Regions from separate parts of the Mus musculus genome. Here region 2 is linked to region 1. The links are chromatin contacts, called in public capture Hi-C maps. All regions are on one chromosome and are shown on one strand. The core of a region is the stretch at or near the end of the contact, and the rest is flanking DNA. Distances in the headings are between cores, read along the strand shown.

Region 1 (3,745 bases), core at 435-2,934:
AGTAGTGTGAACAGAGATATGTAGATTAGATATATATCCCCAATGGGAGCAGTGTGAACAGCGATACATAGATTGGATATATATCCTCGCAGTAACACCTGTAGCACTCACCGCTCTTGGGGGCTCTGCAGTCACAGAAGTCAGGCAGTGACTCCTGAGTTGTGAAATTTGGCTTCTACTCAAACTGCAGTGACCAGGAAACAGTTGGGAACAGTTGGGCTGTTATGAAGAGTTCTCTTTGTGTGAATTCATTTTGAACTGTCTATTAAACATGTTTGTACAGTTGGTGCTCACAGAGCAGATCTGTTTCAAACAACATGCTTGTGAGTCATCTGGATCTAAGTTTTCAATGTCTTTTAGTCGAAGGACCCTTATAGCTCATCAGTATTGCAGAGGTCACTAAAGACGTTGACTTCATGCACATTCCATCTGGCAATATTTGCCATGTGAGAAATTCAAACAGATAAAATTTTATGTGTTTGTTATTTTTAAATGGTATTAAGTAAAGTTGTTGCATTTTCAAAACAACATATCAATGAAAAATACCTTATTTTCCAAAACAAAATATTACCGAAGAAGAGGTCTTTGCATCCTATAAACCTCTTTTATACTGAGAACAGTTGAAAGCTGCTGAATTCTCCTATCCTTGTCTTCATTTAATATACTACAATTTTCACCTATGGATGGAAGAAATCTGGCATTAGAAATGTAGTTAGAAGTGGATGACAGGGAGAGAGCCATCATTGATAAAAGGCTGCACAGATTGAGACGATATACATCACTACATGTAAAAATAGCAAAGAACAGTACAAAAGTACAAATGGTATTGTTCATACCAAATAGTAATACAACTTTGATATTTTTAAAATGTATGTCTGAGTCGCTTAAAAAAAAAAAGCCCAAAAGTCTGGATATACTCTTTGACAAGGTTTCTGTCAGTAACCATCATGGTGTTTTAAACCTAGTTTTAAACCTAGTTGAATAGCTATGTATGGAGAACAGCAAGTGGAGGGAGAGCCAGCTGCACTCTCCCACCTTTGTACATCATTTCTACTCTCTCTCTCTCCCTCCTTCCCTCCCTCCATCTGTCTGTCATTCTCCCTCCCTCTCTCCCTCTCTTCCTCTCTCCCTCTCCCCTTCCCTCCCTCTCCCCCTCTCTCCTTCCCTCTCCCTCTCCCAGTCCCCCTCCCCCTTTCCCCCCTCTCCCTCTCCTTCCCCCTCCCCTTCCTTCTCTCTCTCTCCCTCCCTCTCTCCTCCCTCATTCCTTGCTTTCCTAGGTCATGAAAAATGTTCACAATTTGCAAAAACTTAAATACTGTGGCCTGCTCTTGCAGATCCCTGCCTTTTTTCCCCTCTAAGCTCCCCTATACAACCTGGACACCTGACCTGTAACTAAGAACTTGTGGAGCTTTCACTGACTGTCCCACCTCCCCTCCTCCTGAGTAACGGTGAAATTGTTGTACTTTATTGATGAGCTCAAGGACTCCCCTCTCTCTTATTAATCTCTTTTAAATTAATTTATCAATTTACTTCACATATCAATATCAGCCCCCTCCTCCCAGTAGCCCTCACACAGCTCCCCTTCCCTTCTCTGAGAAGAGATAGCCTTCCCCTCTGATGTAACAAACACTCCCCTCCCCAACCCCCATCCTCTCACTGAAGCCAGGCAAGGCAGCTCAGATAGAGGACCTGGATCCACATGTGGGCAACCAACTGGTTCAGGTCCAGCCCTGCACTGGTTGTATCTTCACTGAAATGGATTTGGATATCACGAGAGTGACTTAGGTCTGCCTTGACACGTGCTCAGATGCCTTCCACCTCCAATGTACATCCCTTCCCACACGCTTTCTTCTCAGTACTGGGCGAGGAGGCAGGGAACGGTAGTCCAATCCACAAATCTACACAACAGTGCTCATTTTAGTCACTTAATCTAATACTTGTTTCTGAAAACTTCATGAAAATTTACAATGTTTATTTCAATTGAGGGAAACAGTAATTTTTCTTTTTGAAAAGATATTTAAAAAGATTTTTTGTCAGTGAACAAAATCTTGATGACTTTCATCTTGATGCCGTTCATATTTGATGTTCAAGGAGAGGGTAGAGGATCCCAGGCTTTCAAGAAGACCCAGACCCTCTGCCAGTCGCGCGGAAGCATCACTGTCCCGCAGCACCCCCGTGTGGCCATAAAACTCACAGTTTTGAATTTTCTTGACCTAAAAAAGATCCAAGTTCAGACACCTGTAAATACAAGACTTTTTATTTTTATTTTATTATTTTTTAAAATTTTATAGTAGTTCTTTTTTAGGGGAAAGAATTTCTAATATAATCATAATGTTTCTACCTTTCCTTTGCTTCCTTGAATTCCTCCCATATAATCTTCTCCACTCTCCTTCAAATCCATGCCTTCTTTTCCACCCATAAGTACATTCACACACATAGTATGTGTACATATATTAGAAATCCTTTCCCGTAAAAAAGAAATACTACAAAACTTTGAGAAACCAGTCCTGTTCAGGTATGCCTTCTGGAATCTAAATACATATCTCACTGTCTGTCTGTCTGTGTGTCTGTCTGTCTGTACTGATACTAGGTTCACATAGGCCAGGATAGCTTTGAACTCACTCTATTAAGCTGTGTAAAACCTTGGCTTTCTGATCCACTCACATCCACAGTCCTAGCCCTAGAAATGCAGATATGCATTACTAAAGCTGGTTTGTGTGTGCTAGGATCCTGGCATTCAAGCCCTCTAGCAACTAAGCTGTGGCCCTTCTAGCTTCTCTTACTTTTCTTGCCTCCCTCACATTTTATACTTTTCACTTGGAAAAAGCACCCAGATCAACTGCTTTCTCAGTCTCTGATGCTAGGATGTTTTACTTAAGATGAGTCAGCAGAGGAAACGGGCAGAATCTGCCTGGAAGTTTTTCCTAGAACTTCTGCGGCCTGCCAAACTACGTACCTATGCCCAAGGCTAGAATTCATTCTCGGTCTTATGCCTCACATCTGTACTTCATGCTTAATTTTCCGCTTTGCTGTTCAGATGCTACACTGTACTCACCAAAGTCTAGAGGAGTAAGTGGGGTCAAAAAGACAATGCCTCTAGGTGGTAAAGTCTGTTTATTTTCATGTTCCTGGCCGACCGTCTAGCCTTCCTAAGTCATTCTTGAATATGCCTAAGAGCACACAGTGACTTCATGGAAATGTGCCTTCTGATCAGACACTATGTGTATCTGTATTTTTTCATCAGAAAAGAAGAAACCACCCATATCAATCAGCATGGGACTGACTCTTGAGTCTTTCATTTCAGAAATATGTACCATGTCCTGCTCCTGCAAGGAATTGTTTACAAATGCTGGTTCATTGTCCCTCATTTAGATGGCAACTATTTTAAAAATGACATGAATTTCCCCTTGAAAACAAATTTATAAGCACAGCTAAATATTGAAAGTATGAAATATTAAAAATATGTATGAAAAAAACTTTCAAAGGGAATAGAACATGAGGAAAGCACGGACCTCCCACACAGTGTGGCACCAAATGATAGACCTCCCACAGTGTGGCACCGAGTTTCTGTGCTTTTCCTCCACACAAGGAAACTGTGTGTCTCACTGTCACCACCACCCACAAGATGAAAGCAAAGCATCAGTTTGGGGACCCATCATGCCTCCTGCCCAGACTTAAGAGGATCATCTCTCATTTACCCTTTGCTGTATCATGCATTCAATAGTGTTCTCAAAAACAGCCTTAA
Region 2 (3,692 bases), core at 318-2,817, 1.3 Mb after region 1:
AATTATACATATAGCACAGGCATGCGGCTCTCTTGATGAAAATGGATGTTAACCGCAGAGCCCTTGCTCACGGCGAAGGCTTGCCCATGATTTACTATGCATTTGATTTATCTGCTGACAGAACCATCACATTGCTTGGCCAAGCTTTTTTACATCAGAGACGCCTCCTGGTGGTATTGGCTTACCAGTGGGAGATATGAGCTACTCATAGACACTACTAGAGTGGGTATCCTATTCACACATGACTTCTTTAGGTTTTTGAGACAGGTTTTCTCTGTGTAGGCCTGGCTGTTCTGAAACTTACTCTGTAGACTGGTCTGGCCTTGAACTCAGAGATCCGCCTACCTCTACTTCCCAAGTGCTAGGATTAAAGTCCTTACCACCAAGACAGGACTTATCTGAAATTATGTGTGGCTCAGCCCGCATGGATATTTAGAGCATACGTATATTGTGCTGGTGTCAGCTTAGAAACCTATGCATTGAAATACACACAATAATAGCACACAGGCGACACTTGTATATGGGAGGGAGAAAAGGATACATTTAACAGTGCTAGTCCTTATCCAGGCTCACTCTGTTGTCTTGCTAACATAGCTTCAAATGAAGGCCAGGATTCTTCCTACTGACCAGTGAGTCCTTTAGGGCTTGTAAGAGAAAAACTGAAATGTAAAGAAGTTATTGGGCCTTTCGAATGGAGAGGGGCTTCTGAGAGGCCTCCCGGGGTGAAAAGACATTGTTGGAACCAGAACTGTGAACTTGCTGCATTCCCACAGCTGTGGACAAAACAGGAACTAGGAACCCCAATGCGACCCCCACTACCACCCCCGCAGAGCGCATTTTCTGGGAAGGTCGAATCAGTCTCCCTGGGACCCACCACATGCTGCGGGCGTGAAGAGTTTGTAGGAGAAGAAGGAAAATCAAAAGAAAACACGATGAGTTTGCCAATGTCTGGGATACCCAGAGTTGGCTTTGCCGGTAATGGCCTCAAATTAAATTCCTCTCCGTCTTGCTCCTCTGCCACTCTGCCCAGGCTCACTTTAGAAACCAAGAGGCAGAGAACAAAGCAGGCAAGTTTGTTTTTCCAGAACAAATGGGGCAGTTTGGGGTCCTGGTGGAAGCAGCGCTGACAGCTGGCTCCGTGTTGGGACACTAAGGGTTTTAACACGGTTCATTCAAGACTGTTTAGTCTGGGGGCGGAGGATTCATTTATCAGCGCCAGTGTCATCGAGGCAGTTCTGATTCCCAATGATTTGTCATCTGTATGTGCCTGCCACAAACGAAATAGAACTGAGCAGTTACTGCAGGGTCACTTAAAAGCCAGTCCCCTTTCATTTATGCTCCTTAATGGAATTAGCAGTGAGGGACGGGGCAGGGGTGGGGGAGGGGGGAGGTGATGATGGGGGACCGGACTGACGGACACCTAGCTACTGCTAGGGTGCTTTGTAAATAACAACTGGCTCAGCATCGCCAACTGCTTCCCGCTGGCTCTTGCAGAACTGGCAGTGCATCGAGGACACATCCGGCAAGCTCCGAATCCACAAGTGTAAGGGACCCAGCGACCTGCTCACGGTCCGTCAGAATGCACGCAACCTCTACTCTCGCGGATTGCATGACAAAGACAAAGAGTGCCATTGTAGGGACTCTGGCTATCGCTCGAGCAGAAGCCAGAGAAAGAATCAAAGGCAGTTCCTGAGGAACAAGGGAACACCAAGTAAGCTCAACCTTGTGACCCCCCCCAGCCCCCCCCCACACCCCACACACATACAGCGGCAGGAGGATCCCTTTTCAAGACAACCTCCCCCGTGATTCACACACAAATGAGATGTTCTCGGTGCCTAGATTTCAGGATAAAAGCAAAAATCATTGCTCAGTTTAAAGTAAGATAGCAAAGATCAGCTAGAAATTTTACTTTGCGAGCATTTTCACTTAGTATAGAATAAAAATCCACTTAGTAACTTCCTAGGGACCAGGGCATCCACACACGCAGCGGGTGTCCCTCGGGACCAGTGGGGGAGGGTTAGAGCCATCTGACTTTACCTTCATGGTAATGCTCTAATATGCCTGCCTTAACTTGATTTAAAAGTTAAATTTTAGGTATCAATCAGTTCATGTGTGTTTAACCTTAGAGGAAAGACATGAGCAGTTTTTAAACGCATATTTTTCATGTTTTAGACTGTATCTTTAAATGTTGTCAGACGCTTGTATCTTGTTGAGTGGCAGTATCAAATTAGTTGAACTCAGTACAGCATATCCTTACTGCCTACAGGTTTTTTGTTTCTTTTTTTTTTTTTTAGTAAAAACTCTCAGGTAACTGATTGATACAGACTACAGAAAACAGGAGGAACATCTACTGAAGAATGATAGTCTACTGCCACCTCGTGGCATATTAGAGAAGTGGCTCAAATCTGTGCACATTCTATGTCTGGAAACAAATAAGTTCTGTTTAATTGGACACAAAACACTTAAGAGACTCAGAGTTCCTTAAAGCGACATTTTTGTGCTGAACAGAATAGACTAGAGGGCCATGAATTCCTTATCTAGGTGGACTGGTCTTCACTGGTTCTTAAAGTGGTTTATAGCCAGTACACAGAGTTACGGGATTGTCTTTCCTCCTGGAAGGAAATTTCACACTTAAACCTCATAAGAAAAATCACAGCTAGAATTAATAAGGTTACAAGGCCCCCTGATACAAGCATCCCACTTAGCAGCAGGAACACTGTCCCCTGCCAGAAAGTTTTCAAACTGCATCCTACAACAGGAGCAGGTTTCCTCTTTTCCTGAGGTGATAGTGGTGCAAGTCGTCGTCTGTCATGGCAGCCACTACTGCACCTGGAAAGTAAGGGGTCCTATAGGGACCAAGCTCCCCTGTAGGAAGGCTGACAGTTGCGATTCCCTCGTCTCTGTGACTCTTCTTCGTGACTTAGGAAGCTGAAGACAAGATTCCAGAGAAGTGTGCTTGGCAAAGCCCAAGCATGAAAGCCGAGGTCAGAGCTTGTACAATAACACCCTTAGCCAGGACCCAGCGGACATCAGGCAGCATCCCATAGTAGTGCACTGCAGGTGCGCAGCGGCCTTACTCTTAATATCAAGTGTTCAAAATGTTACATGGCTGATGCAAACATTCACAAATTTAGTCGTTTTAGAGCGCTGCCCTGTACTTGTGTAAATGTGCGGTGTTGAGAGGGGTCGTCTCTTTTAAAAAGCAGCTCAAGGCAGTGGTGAGGCAGTGCGTTCAGGCTCCAGGACCCAGCGTGTTCAGGCTCTAGGACCTAGGGAAAGCCCAGCAAAACCCAGTGCTTCAGTTCCCTCATGCAGAAAGAATAATAGAACCAATTCATGTTTGATAGCTCATAAGTTTTTTTTTTTTCAGTGTAAGGACCATTATGGCAATACTTTCATTTCAAGATTATGGATTCAAGATAGATAAGCAGTATACAAAGGACAGCTGAAGCTAATAACAAGCAGGGGCTATATAGTTCTATACTGACTACCTTAGCCATTCATGTAGAAAACTAAGTGTGGCAGCTTTTAGCCTGTTAGCACCCTTGACAGGACCCAACCAGGACAAGAGCATGCTTTTTGCTGCTGTGATTTCAGGAGCTACCCAGGACAAAGATGCCCCAAGGCTACTCAGCCTGCACTTTGTGTTCCTCTCTAACATTCCACGATGACCGGTGATACCATTCTCCTTC

The links. Capture Hi-C pulls out chosen DNA fragments and counts their contacts.
Region 2: a capture Hi-C map of embryonic stem cells shows a contact between it and region 1, with 9 times the contacts expected there. The contact joins two enhancer-like sites. A contact is called at or near these places in 13 of 484 Hi-C or Micro-C datasets (adipose-derived mesenchymal stem cells, cerebral cortex, cochlea and 7 more), 1 of 115 datasets of contacts at active chromatin or transcription factors (embryonic stem cells) and 1 of 9 other capture datasets (embryonic stem cells).

What each region holds. Positions count from the first base shown.
Region 1 is chr1:11,563,352-11,567,096 of GRCm38.p6, forward strand. All of the region lies in intron 5 of A830018L16Rik (RIKEN cDNA A830018L16 gene), which reads left to right. Among named protein-coding and RNA genes, the nearest start is that of A830018L16Rik, 150 kb to the left of the region's middle. Within about 2 kb of position 1,685, at least 5 of the 459 cell types and tissues checked have an H3K27ac peak or open chromatin away from gene starts, as enhancers often do. A contact at or near this core is called in embryonic stem cells, where this site is marked.
Region 2 is chr1:12,834,619-12,838,310 of GRCm38.p6, forward strand. Sulf1 (sulfatase 1) reads left to right here. Exons shown (of 22, transcript NM_001198565.1): 13 at 1,495-1,711. Among named protein-coding and RNA genes, the nearest start is that of Sulf1, 140 kb to the left of the region's middle. Within about 2 kb of position 1,568, at least 78 of the 459 cell types and tissues checked have an H3K27ac peak or open chromatin away from gene starts, as enhancers often do. A contact at or near this core is called in embryonic stem cells, where this site is marked.